2 separate regions of the Mus musculus genome follow, and region 1 is linked to region 2. The links are chromatin contacts, called in public Micro-C maps. All regions are on one chromosome and are shown on one strand. The core of a region is the stretch at or near the end of the contact, and the rest is flanking DNA. Distances in the headings are between cores, read along the strand shown.

Region 1 (5,598 bases), core at 552-3,051, 1.8 Mb after region 2:
ATGAGTTTGGTTGAGAGAGAGAGAGAGAGAGAGACCCTCCCTCCATCCATCAATAAGGTGGACAGCAATCAAGGAAGACTCCTCACGTTAAACCTGATTTCCATTCTATCGTGTACACATGTTCCAGCACATGCACACACACATGCATACACACATGTGGGAAAAAAAAGGAAAAAAAAAACTCCTCTCAGTCTTTTTAATATTTCAAATTTAAAGCAAGATCATAACTTTATAATGTTCAGGTAAATGATCAGGCAGTCTGATTAGTTATAAATTAGCCCTAACACTTTGCCAAACTCAAGCAAGAAAATGTCAATGGAAAAAAAAAGCAAAATTGTTGTTCCTTAATTAAAAAAATCATGTGTTAACATTAAAAACATGTATTAAAAACCACATATAGCAGGCAAGCAAGGGACATTCTTGTAACTGCATTGCTTAGGAGGGATTAGGGAAGAGAGCCCAGGTGTTCAAGATCTTAATCAAACAAGGCAAAACAAAACCCACCACTCCTGGCATGATCTATAGAATTTTAGCTGACTTTCTTTTGAACTGCATTGGCATTGATGTACTATTCTTCTAAGGACAATTTAATGATTTTGTAATAATATCATGTCCTGGATTTCTCGGGTCACTTCAGGTTTTGAATGAAGTGAGTTTCATGTTTCATGTCAAATGAGTTTAGTTTGTAAAATGTGGTCACTGACTCTTTGGAGTAACTGAAGTACTAATGGCCTTTAGCAGGGTGCAGCACTTCTATTTCTGAACCACAATTGTCAAGTTAAATGGAATAAAAGCAAAACTCATTCTGTGAGTCTAACCAATAAAAGGCCCTTAACAACACAGGGCCATTTTAAAACTTCATGACTTTAAAAACACAATTTCACATATGCAGCTATAAATTTATAGACGGCTAGTCATCCTTGCCACATTAAAAAAAATGAAAATATACTCGAGAGCTATTGTGCTTACAAGATTCAAAATAATCAGGAACCCAAACGTATGTTTGTGTTAATAAAGTAGGACTTTGTTTCCAGACTGTAATTCATATCCTTGGTAAGTCAGACCTAAGGTGATTCGTTGGCACTTGCGATGCTGTAGAAGGGTAATTATCTGAGGGAACTAAGTTTACTTTAATGAATTTGACTCATTATGCCTTGCAGAACCATGGCTATGCAGCGAACTGCAACATTTAGAACATTTGGAAATCTCATTCTGCTTTAATTACTATCCTTTGTAACAAGAGGTTTGCTCCTAACTCTACTCTTTTTTTTTTTTTTTTTTTTTTTTTTTAAGTTAAAACGCACGCCTTTAGGAGGGGAGAAAGCTTAAAAGTTGACTATGTTCAGAATGGTATTTAGGATTCCTAAAATTAACGGTGGTTTTCCCCGAGTCTACCAGCAGTGATCACTCTCCCTCCCACGATTCCCTGCAGGTTGGGATGTGAACAGCCCGGGGATGCTGCTGCAAACCCAGTGGGAGAGGGAGACAGGACTTTACCGGCGACACTTCGGCACTGTTGCTATGAGTGATTCATTCGCATATGGCACATTTGTGCCAAGGAAACCTCCTCCCGCCGCTTCCTTCTCCGAGCTCTCCTCAGACTGTCTCCGGCGCCTTGGCCTTTAAGGAGAAGCGAGAGAACCGGGAGCAGGTGGGCCCGGAGCAGCTCGCTCAGCCCGCCTCCCCCAGCTCTTTCCCTAATTTAGCAGTACTTCCGGCCGCGTGACATCATCCCCCGCACAAGCTGACGTGAGCGGAGGGTGACGTATGTGCGGAGAGGAGCGCGCTGACGTTGCTATTTAAAGGTCCTTCTGCGGGGAGGATGGAGACACAGCGCGAGCACCCGGCGTGCGGAGCGGACGAGGCCGTGGCGGCCCAGAGCCAGCGCAGGAGCCGAGCGCACTGCCCGTCCGCCGCCGGCCGCTAGGGGAGGGGAAGGAAAAAGGGACGGACCGACGGACCGGCCAGCTCATCCCCTCCGGTGTTGTTCCTCAGCGCCCCGGTCCGAGCCCGGGCCCCGCCTCCGCCGCGCCCCACCTCCTCCGCCGGCCTGCGGCGGCGGCAGCGCTCCGCCCCTCGAGCCGGGAGGGCCGCGCTCTCCGCCCCGCCCCGCCCCGCCCCGCCCCCTCTCCTGCTCCGCTGCCGTGCTCGTCTCACGCCGGCGGCGCGGACCGGGAAGCGGCGCCCTCGGCTGCGCTCGGTTCGGAGCCCGCTCCGTGGAGTCAGAGGCAGCGACGGGCGCCAGGCCGCCCGGGCCGACGGAGTCAGCCGCTGAGGGGAGTGTAAGGAGGCAGCGGCAGCCCCGGGAATGTGAGGCGGCGCGGAGCGGGAGAGACGAGCCGGGGTGGGGGCACGAGCCGCGGCTGCCGTGCCTCGGACGAGCCGCCAGCCTCTCGCCTCAGCGCGCGGCCGCCGGGAGCTTGGGGGCTGGGTGCAGGGGACCGCGCGGGGTTGGGTTCTCTGATTCATTCATTCTCCGCCGTCGGGAGCCCGAGGCCGCGGGTGCTGCGAGGAGAGGCGGGAAGAGGGGGCGGCCGCGAGCGGGGCTCCATTGTGCTCGGCGGGGGCCGGGAAGCCAAAGGAGGTGGGCTCGGGCCCCTGCGCTGCTCCCCGGCGGCTGCGCCCCCAGCTAGCTGCCAGCCTGGAAATGGCTCCGCTGCTGCTCCTCGGGAAAACGAATCGATCCTTCCCAGCCTTCTCTGCCTGCTCTCCACCTCCTCTCTGCTCCGAGTCTTAGGAGGACGAACATTCAAAGGACAGATTCCAATGTGGTGTGCCGTGCACATCGGGAGCGGCTGGGGTTTGCACTTCGAGATTTCTTCTATATAATTTTTTTTTTTAAACGTAAGGGAGGCAGTAGCATTGCTGCCTGTAGGATTTTTATTCAAGTGCACGTCGCGTTGGGTTGCACGCTCCACCCCCAGGGACCTGGTGTGGTGAAATTTGAACCCACCGCCTTAGCCCAAAAAGGCCGAGTAACCTGGCTGCCTGAGTGTCGTGGAAGACGTGAGCGAAATGACCAGCGAACTCATTTTTTATCAGACTTGCTGAAGCTGGCTTTTGCGTTTTTTCTACACGTACGCTTAATTTTGTGGAATAGTTAAGTGCTATATTCTCCGCGCAACCTTTTCAAATTCCAAATGTTTGAACATTTTGGTGTCAGCGCGAGTGAAATCATTTTACCGACAAGAACTAACTGAATTGTCTGCCTTGTTGAGTTGCCTCCGGAAAAGATCTCGGGGGTGGAAAAGCAACTGCAAAATAACAGACGGAGAAAATTCCTTGGAAGTTATTTCTGTAGCATAAGAGCAGAAACTTCAGAGCAAGTTTTCATTGGGCAAAATGGGGTAAGGATTTTGTGCTTATCACAGCTTTAAATCTGCTTATGCTTGTGTGGAGTTGAACGGTGGTGGTGACCATATTTTTAAATCCGATCCCTTGCAAAACGGGTACTACTTTAAATTAGAGATTTTATTTGCATTATTGTAGAGCGACACCAGAGGTCCTAATTAGAATGTGTAATGTTTGTAACTCAGTTATAGTTTTATTAATTATATATATATAAAGACAGTGCACTAGTCTACCCTGTACCTCTTAATTGATCAAACTGCTATATAGGTTACTAAAATTTTGCCATCTTAGGTTTGGTTGACGGTGTTGTTCAAAGAGAAGAGCTGCATTCTTCCAGTACTTTGTAGAAATAATCAGCTGTTACAAAGAGAGAATTGTAATGAGTAGTTAGACTCCAGTCCTTGAAACTGACCCTTTGTAAGTTGGTGCCCTGGCAGTGCCCTCTGTTTTATCCTTGAACATCCGAAACCAAATGTACAGCTTGGTTTATTGGGCATTAAACGAAAATCGCAGTGTTTCGATGTCCACGGTGTGGGTGCTGGAGAGACAAAGCTGTTGGTTGAAGGGACTTGTTCACTTTTTCTGTTTGCCTCAGACCTTTAGCTGGTGCCAGCGGTGTCAGATTTACATCTTCAGCATAGCCAAAAGCCGGTCTAGAGTGCATTTCCAAACTTTTCATTCTAAAGACTACAGCTTAATAAAATGCTAGGAGTTCTTTAGTTAAGCTGGGAACATGTGTTATGGAGTGGTGATCTATTCATTTCTTTAGTGGATTGTCAGTGCTTTCTCTGCGGTCCAACTAACACCGATAAATAAGTAGTTGAGGAACAAGGTTGGCAATGATGGATTTTGAAATTTCATTGTGATAGCTTAGGAACACACATTTTATAAAGTTCTTGAATAGTTGCTTTTTGTCCTGACAATTAAAATTTGAAGTCTGTTAGCTTATACAACTTTGAAAATGTAGACACGTGTCATAGCAGTTCTTCCTCAGGAATTAATTATGAGTAGATAATTATTTTAATACTTAAATAATAAGTGCTAAGAATGTAATTAAAATACCTTATTCTATTTCTGGTTCTGCTATTAGTAGCATAGTGACCCTCAGCAAATTACTTAACCTTTACGGGCAGTGCCCTCGTCGGTAAAAAAAGGAGCATAAGAGTTTTCCAACCTGTAAAAATGATTTTTTTTCTCTCTCCCCTCATTTAATGGTCAGCAGTTGATTTTTTTTCTTCTAATCTGTATAAGTACTTAAGCTAGGAAATGAAGGTGTTAGAAAATGTTCTGGTCAGTTGCACCAATTTTTAAATGAGAAAATACTAAAAAATTAATATTGGTAACACTTGAAGTATGCCTTCCCTTGGTTATATGCAGCCTCACAGTTTAAAATGTGGTTTTTTAAAGCCACGTTGGAGTGTCACGTGCACTCTCACCTACACACAAAATCAAGTGGCAGTTTTTCACCAAGAATGCTTCATTCTTCAGACTGGAGTAGCATCATCAAAGAAGAGAATCCGTTTTCTGCATCTCTTACATTACATGAATACTCATTGTTGTACCAAGTGAAGAGTGAGATTAATACTAAAGGAGACTACTATTTGAAATATGAAATTAAGCTATCTACATGAAATACATTTAGATACTCAGCATAATGTGTTTATAAACAAATCACTTGCCTTTTTGTTAAAATTATATTTTTAGGGCTCAGGTGTAAAGAGCACTTATTCAAGAGGATTTAGGGTTGATTCCCAGCACCCAGGGATCGATACCCTCTTCTGATCGCTGCTGGCACCAAGCTTGCAAGTGGTGCACATACATACATGAAGGCAAAACACCAGTACACATAGATTAAAATTTAAAGGATGAATAAAATAAAAAATTAAAAATGACATGTAAAATAAGGCTGTAATAGAATTCTGCCTGGTGAGTGATGTAATTTGAATTTGCCCCTCCAAAACTCAGTGCCAAAACTTCATGGCCAATAGCTGAGTATTAAGAGATCTAGAAAGAAGGGCTGAAGAGACAGCTCAGCAGTTAAGGGCACTTGCTCTTATTTTCCTCAGGTCTGTACTTGGGAACGTGACACCTTCTTATTGAGGGTGGCTTGGTTTACCTGCATTGTTGAAAGAGGAAGGGTAGGTGGAGAAAGAAGAACATACCATACAGCAAAGGCATTTACAGACATCTCCACCCTTTGTAAGTGCATAAGCACACAGCCATCTGGGCCTCTTTGAAGCATAAGTT
Region 2 (5,510 bases), core at 999-3,498:
CAGTTGCCAGAGGTCTCTTCCTGAAAGTATTCTGAGCACTGCCACACATGCAGTGTTCCATGGGTGGAGCAGAGCCTTAAGATGGTAAACATTTTCTGACTTAAAGCTAACAGCAGATCAAAGAATAACAGCTCCACAAGGCTAGCCTTGGAGGTAATGTTTGGGAATGGTGGCAACTTTATACATATTTGAGCATTTTAGCAAGTTTCTTTTTTTTTTTGAAAGAGTGGATTGCTGGCTGGCTCAGACCCATTTCTTCTAGGTCTTCACAGTCCATGAATGTAATGTTTCAAGCACCAAATCCCTGCAGATTATTAGAACCAGAAGGGAGGACATGTACGTCGTGTAGCTCAGCCACCATTGTGGGTCATTTAAAACAGAAAATAAAATTACAGTTTGAAATGGCAAATTATTTCTCTTTGGAATTAATCTAGTTAAGCCAATGTCACCTTGTATACTTTCTTTATACTCACTTCTTTTACTGGCGTAATTATTGTCTATTCTATAGAAATGTATATTTTTAAAAGCCATGCCTGCCCTCCATTATTTTTGTCATGCTCATGCCTCCTCCATTGGACTGTTTCTTCTATTCTTTTTCCCTCTTTTTATAGTTTACTTTCCACCTTCATTTCCCTCAAAAACAGTGGAAGTCCGTCCTCTTTATTTCCCCCAGTCTTTGATTGATGCTCAGTTGCCAGCCCGTTTTGATTCTCTCCCTCTGTCTCACTCACTGCCCTTCTTTAACCTTCTGCTGTTTTATTTCTGTCACTTGCTATCAGAACCCACAAACTCCATTTCTTTCCTTTCCATCTATCTCTGCATCTCCATATGCATTTTTATGATCCTACTGCTAAATGCTTAAAGCTGTGTGCAATAGAAAGGTATGCTTCCTCATTTGAATGTTATTTCCTTTCCTTAGCATAACCGTTACTCCTCTATTCATGCTTTTCTGAGGTCTCCATGTCCTACCCCAATGGCACCTCTCTTCCCCTGTCACCTCCCATTTGAAGCTCATCTCTTCTCTCAACCGGATTTCTACTCTGTCTGATTTTACAGCCAAGGATCTTTAACAAAATAAAGGATGGAGTCTATCAGAAACCAGGTTGCGTGTGTCTTGAGAAACTTTTGCGCATTCACTGAAATGAGATTAGGGACTTGGATCCAAAAATATTCTCCGGGAGTTTTCAGCTTGGGCACAGCTTTGCACATCTTGGGCTCTGCGGCCTATTCTGCTGGGCAAATACAGGGATGTCTTTCAGGGCCTTCTCTGAATCTTTCCAGTCCAAGGGTCAAATTGAAATGACATTGCCCATCCAAACTATAAAAGCAGGCCGAGTAGAGAATGCCTGGGCCCCTGGTCTGCTGCAGGTCTGTGCAGAGTACTGGGGAGGTAGGGACCCAGGCCTTGGGCCACTGCGGTCCCACGAGTCGGTCTCTTGACCTCTTTGGGAAGGGGAGGGGGTGTAGTCCCCTCTTAGACAGGAGGCAGACGCCAGGGAGGGTGGTCCTTTGGGATTCAGGGCTTGACTTCAGAGCCGGCGACAGCACCTCAGCGGGCGCCCCAATGGGAGGCACGGTGCCTCCCAGGGAGAGACAGAGGTTCGCTCAGTCCTTGAGCCAGAAGGTCGAGGGTTCAGAGCGGGCGTCCCCGGCCTGCTGGCCCTCCGGGAACGGGATTGGGGCGACACCCCAGACAGGAGGGATGAGATCAACCGCGGGTACGGACCCGGGGTGCCTGGCCGGAGAGGAGCGGGAGAGGAGGTTGGCGGGACCCCGGCGCCGGGTCCGCGGGTCCGCCTGTGGACTCGCCGGGCGCCCCGAAGTCTGGGGCCGCCGCGACTCCCGTTCCGCAGTCGCTGCCAGGCACTCCAGGCCGCACTTTCCCCTCCTCCCCGCGCCTTCTCTCCAGTGAGGAGCCGGGCGCGGGCGGCGCGGGGGGCGGGGCGGCGGCGGAGGGAACAGCCAGTTGTTTAAAATCCTTCTAGAGCAGTTTCTAATTCCCCCCTAGCGCCCGGGTTCGGAGGGGGAGGGGGGAAGGAGAGCGGGAGGGGGAGCGCGGCGGAGAGGGAAGGAGGGAGGGAGGGAGGGAGCGGGAGAGGGAGGGAGGGAGGGAGGAGACTGCCGCTTAGGCCGAGCCGCCGCCGCGCGCTCCGGCAGGCCGGAGGGAGGGGAGGCCTGTCAGTCTCGCGCGTTGCCAGGGCGAGGAGGGCGGAGCTCTGGCGTGGGGCGGCCAATGGTGGGGGTGGCTGCGTGGGTCGCCATGGGGACGGGGCTGTTCCCGGGGAGGCTGTGATGGGTTGACAGGTGCGTGACAGTGGGAGCTGCTCTCGGCACAAGCATGTACGGCAAAGGCAAGAGTAACAGCAGCGCCGTCCCGTCCGACAGCCAGGCCCGGGAGAAGTGAGTGTCTCCGCGCCGCAGCCACCTCCGCCTTCGCACGCGCGCACACTCGCGCACGCACTCGCACTCTCCGGGAACCGCAGCCACACGGCCGCCCCGCCGCGGGGGAGCCGGGGGTGGGCTGCAGGGGGAGGCGCGGGGCGGGGGCGCGCGGCTCCGGGGAGCGGCCGCCTGCCTCCACGGGGGAGCCCCCCGGGTGGGTGGCCGCGGGCAGCGGGCGGCGGGAGGGACGCGCGTGGCGGGGGGACGGCGGCGGCGGGGATGGAAACTTGTTTGGGTGGTTGAGGGGAACCACCCGCGGCTTCACCTCCTCGCAAAGTAACTTTGGAGCTGTGGTCCAGGACGGCCGGGCCGCGGCGCGCGGCGGGCCTGGGGGGCGCGGGCTGCGGGGCGGCCGGGGTCCGGCGGGGCCGCGGCGGGGGCCCGCGAGCGTGGAGAGGGGAGAGGACGGCGGGCCGGGCGGGCGGAAGCGGGGCCCCGCGGGGCGCGGAGGGCAAGTGCGGGCGTGGGCCGGGCGGGCGGGCGGGCGCAGAGACGCGGGTCCGCGGGTTCTCCCGGCGCAGGCCGAGCTGGCTGGCGGGCGGGTCCGGGGCGGCGGGGGAAGTTTGGGAGTGGGAGCGCCGAGTTCCCGGAGGGAGAGTGTGTGCTGGCCCGCGCGGGGTCGGTCGCGAGAGCTTGGCGCTCCTGCCTCCCGCCGCACACCGGCTCGGCGGCGGCCCCAGAACTTTTTGAGACTTGCGGTGTCCCCGGGGGTTGGTGGCCGCGGGCGCGGAGGGCAGGTCCCGTGGGCCGTGGCGGCGCCGCGAGGAGGGCTGCCCGCGGTGTGGACCCGACGCGGGTCGGCGTGGGGGCTGCGGCAGAGATGCTGGGCACAAGCCGCTCCGCTGGGTCGTGGGGGATACAGGTGGTAACTTCGGTGGGAACCCGGAGGACGTTGGGGAGCCGAGGTGCCACGGTCGCGGCACGCTGCGGAGCAGGCTAGTTGGCTGCTATTCTTGTGTACTTGTAACGGCGATTTGGTTGTTACTAAAATGAGAGCGAATAGTGACTCTGACACCGAGGAAGAACCCTCCCCCCCCCCCTTTTTCCTATGTGCAGATGTTCAGACTGATTCCCTGTACTGGGTCTGCTGGGGGCGGGGGGGGGGCGTCAAGCTTATCCTTGTCATTGAACATACTGTCTTGCTGAGGGGACTCAGGCTGGGGGAGAGCAAGTCCTTCTCAGAGGTACTCTGGGTCTCTTGCATACAAAAACAGCTTGGTAAATAAAAAAATCCAAATGTGTAGGCTACGGAGTTTACCCCCCTTGCTTAGGCAGTTAGTCATACCCTTGAAAGTTTGTTGTGCCCCAGGGAGGGGAACATGTTCTAATCTTTGTGTTGGCAGCAATACACACACAATTCCCATAGGGTTTAGAGGTGGCAGGCCCTGATGTAGGAAAACAAAACACAACAACAACAACAACAACAACAACATTAATGGAGAGATGTTTTTGATTCCTTCACCCCTGGTATTTTAAAGATCTTGCTGTGACAAGGAATATAAAAAACATACAGTGTTTATTGCCTGGTTAAGAAACTGTAGTTACTGGACTTGGAGTTCTAAAATATTACTGTGTGCTTATTAATCATTTGGCTGTAATATATCTGATAAAAACATCTGGAGGAGGATGCTTTAATGTTTATAAAATACCCGAATTTCACAGTTTGAGGAGTGAAAGGAATTGTATGTGATTCATTGAAAACAGAATCTTGTTGGGGGTTGACTGAATTTGGTATTAATTTGGGTTTTAGCTGGACTCCCATGAATAGCTGATATTCAGCCTAGTCGATTCCTTGGTCTCATGACTTTAAAAAAACAAAAATAAAATTGATTTTCAGTGCAGAGACGACAAGGGAGTTAGATTTGGTATGTTTTGGTCCTTTCCAGCTCTAATTCTGATTCTGTCACAAAAACAAGTAATTGCCACTTTACTCTCATCTGCCAAACTGAACACCAAGGAACATCATTCTTAGGAGCAAAGCGACGAGGGCTCGGCTAGATGGTGCTGTTTGATTTAAATATCTTTCTTCCATTTACTACAATTGGCAGTCGAGTTCTTAACTCGTTTTGCCTTGTGGACTAGACAGGTGAAGAAGCCACTTGAGTTGACAGTGGCTGTCTGAGTTTATTGTTTCTGCGTTAATTTCTAGCAGATCTAAGACAAACATTGAAGAACACCCTATTTTTATAGAATCAATGTCATGGGAGAGTTGATGTGATCACTGTTGTTTCTGTTTACTGATATCAGTATATTGATTGCAGAAGATGGGAAACTTAAAGTTGCCATTAAACGTATGGGGACGGATTTTTGTTTTTAATTTTGAAGGAAGCAGATTTGAAGAGTTAGCCAAGATAAATAATTCTCTAGTAAGCAACTTAAGACCGTTCCAGTCTTAAAAGTCACAATTAGTTTATATTTTAGTAATAAGTATGAGTATATCTTTATAAAACAGTTTTGCAGAATGAGTTGTGAGTAATGGCAAAGACGGAGTGAACATACTAGCTTTATAATCAAGAGTGTGTTTTCTCACACAGCTTCACAAAGGGAAAGCTGGCAGTCACTTACCTGAATTTAAGTCTTTGCTTTGTCTTGCAATAAGAAGTTACTATATAAAGTATTTGAAATTAATCCATGGCTTGTATAATTTATAAAATTTTGTTTTGTAATTCTGAACATAAAAATTGGCTAGGGTCAGGTTAATTGTGTGTTTTGTTGTTTTACAAAATAAACAGGTTAAGCCTACTCAGAGGTTTGCAAAAGGTTTAATTAGGGAGAGTGATTGAACAACCCTGGAGGAAGGTGGGCTGTTCGCATAGAAATTTTAATTCTGATCCTGATAGATTATTGCCACTGGCTTTAGTACTTCCCTTATAGCACTGACCACGATAATCAGTGTTTCTTTTGAGTAGGGAACAATACTTTTTATTTCTCTCTTAAGGTGGTTTTTTGTTTTTGTTTTTTTGTTTTTGTTTCTTTTACATTAAGAACCCTGTCTTCTAATACTGGAAGTTGCAGTTTCTTGGTGATGGATATGCCAGACTCAAAGGAATCTTTGCAGTGTGAAAAGT

Evidence for each region. Hi-C and Micro-C count contacts between places; a contact is called where the count stands out from the background.
Region 1: a Micro-C map of embryonic stem cells shows a contact between it and region 2, with 19 times the contacts expected there. The contact joins the promoter of Homer1 here to the promoter of Ssbp2 in region 2. A contact is called at or near these places in 1 of 484 Hi-C or Micro-C datasets (embryonic stem cells) and 1 of 9 other capture datasets (liver).

The regions. Positions count from the first base shown.
Region 1 is chr13:93,301,956-93,307,553 of GRCm38.p6, forward strand. Homer1 (homer scaffolding protein 1) reads left to right here and starts at 1,802. Exons shown (of 10, transcript NM_147176.4): 1 at 1,802-3,347. The coding sequence starts at 3,343.
Region 2 is chr13:91,458,849-91,464,358 of GRCm38.p6, forward strand. Ssbp2 (single-stranded DNA binding protein 2) reads left to right here and starts at 2,249. Exons shown (of 17, transcript NM_024272.4): 1 at 2,249-2,400. The coding sequence starts at 2,339.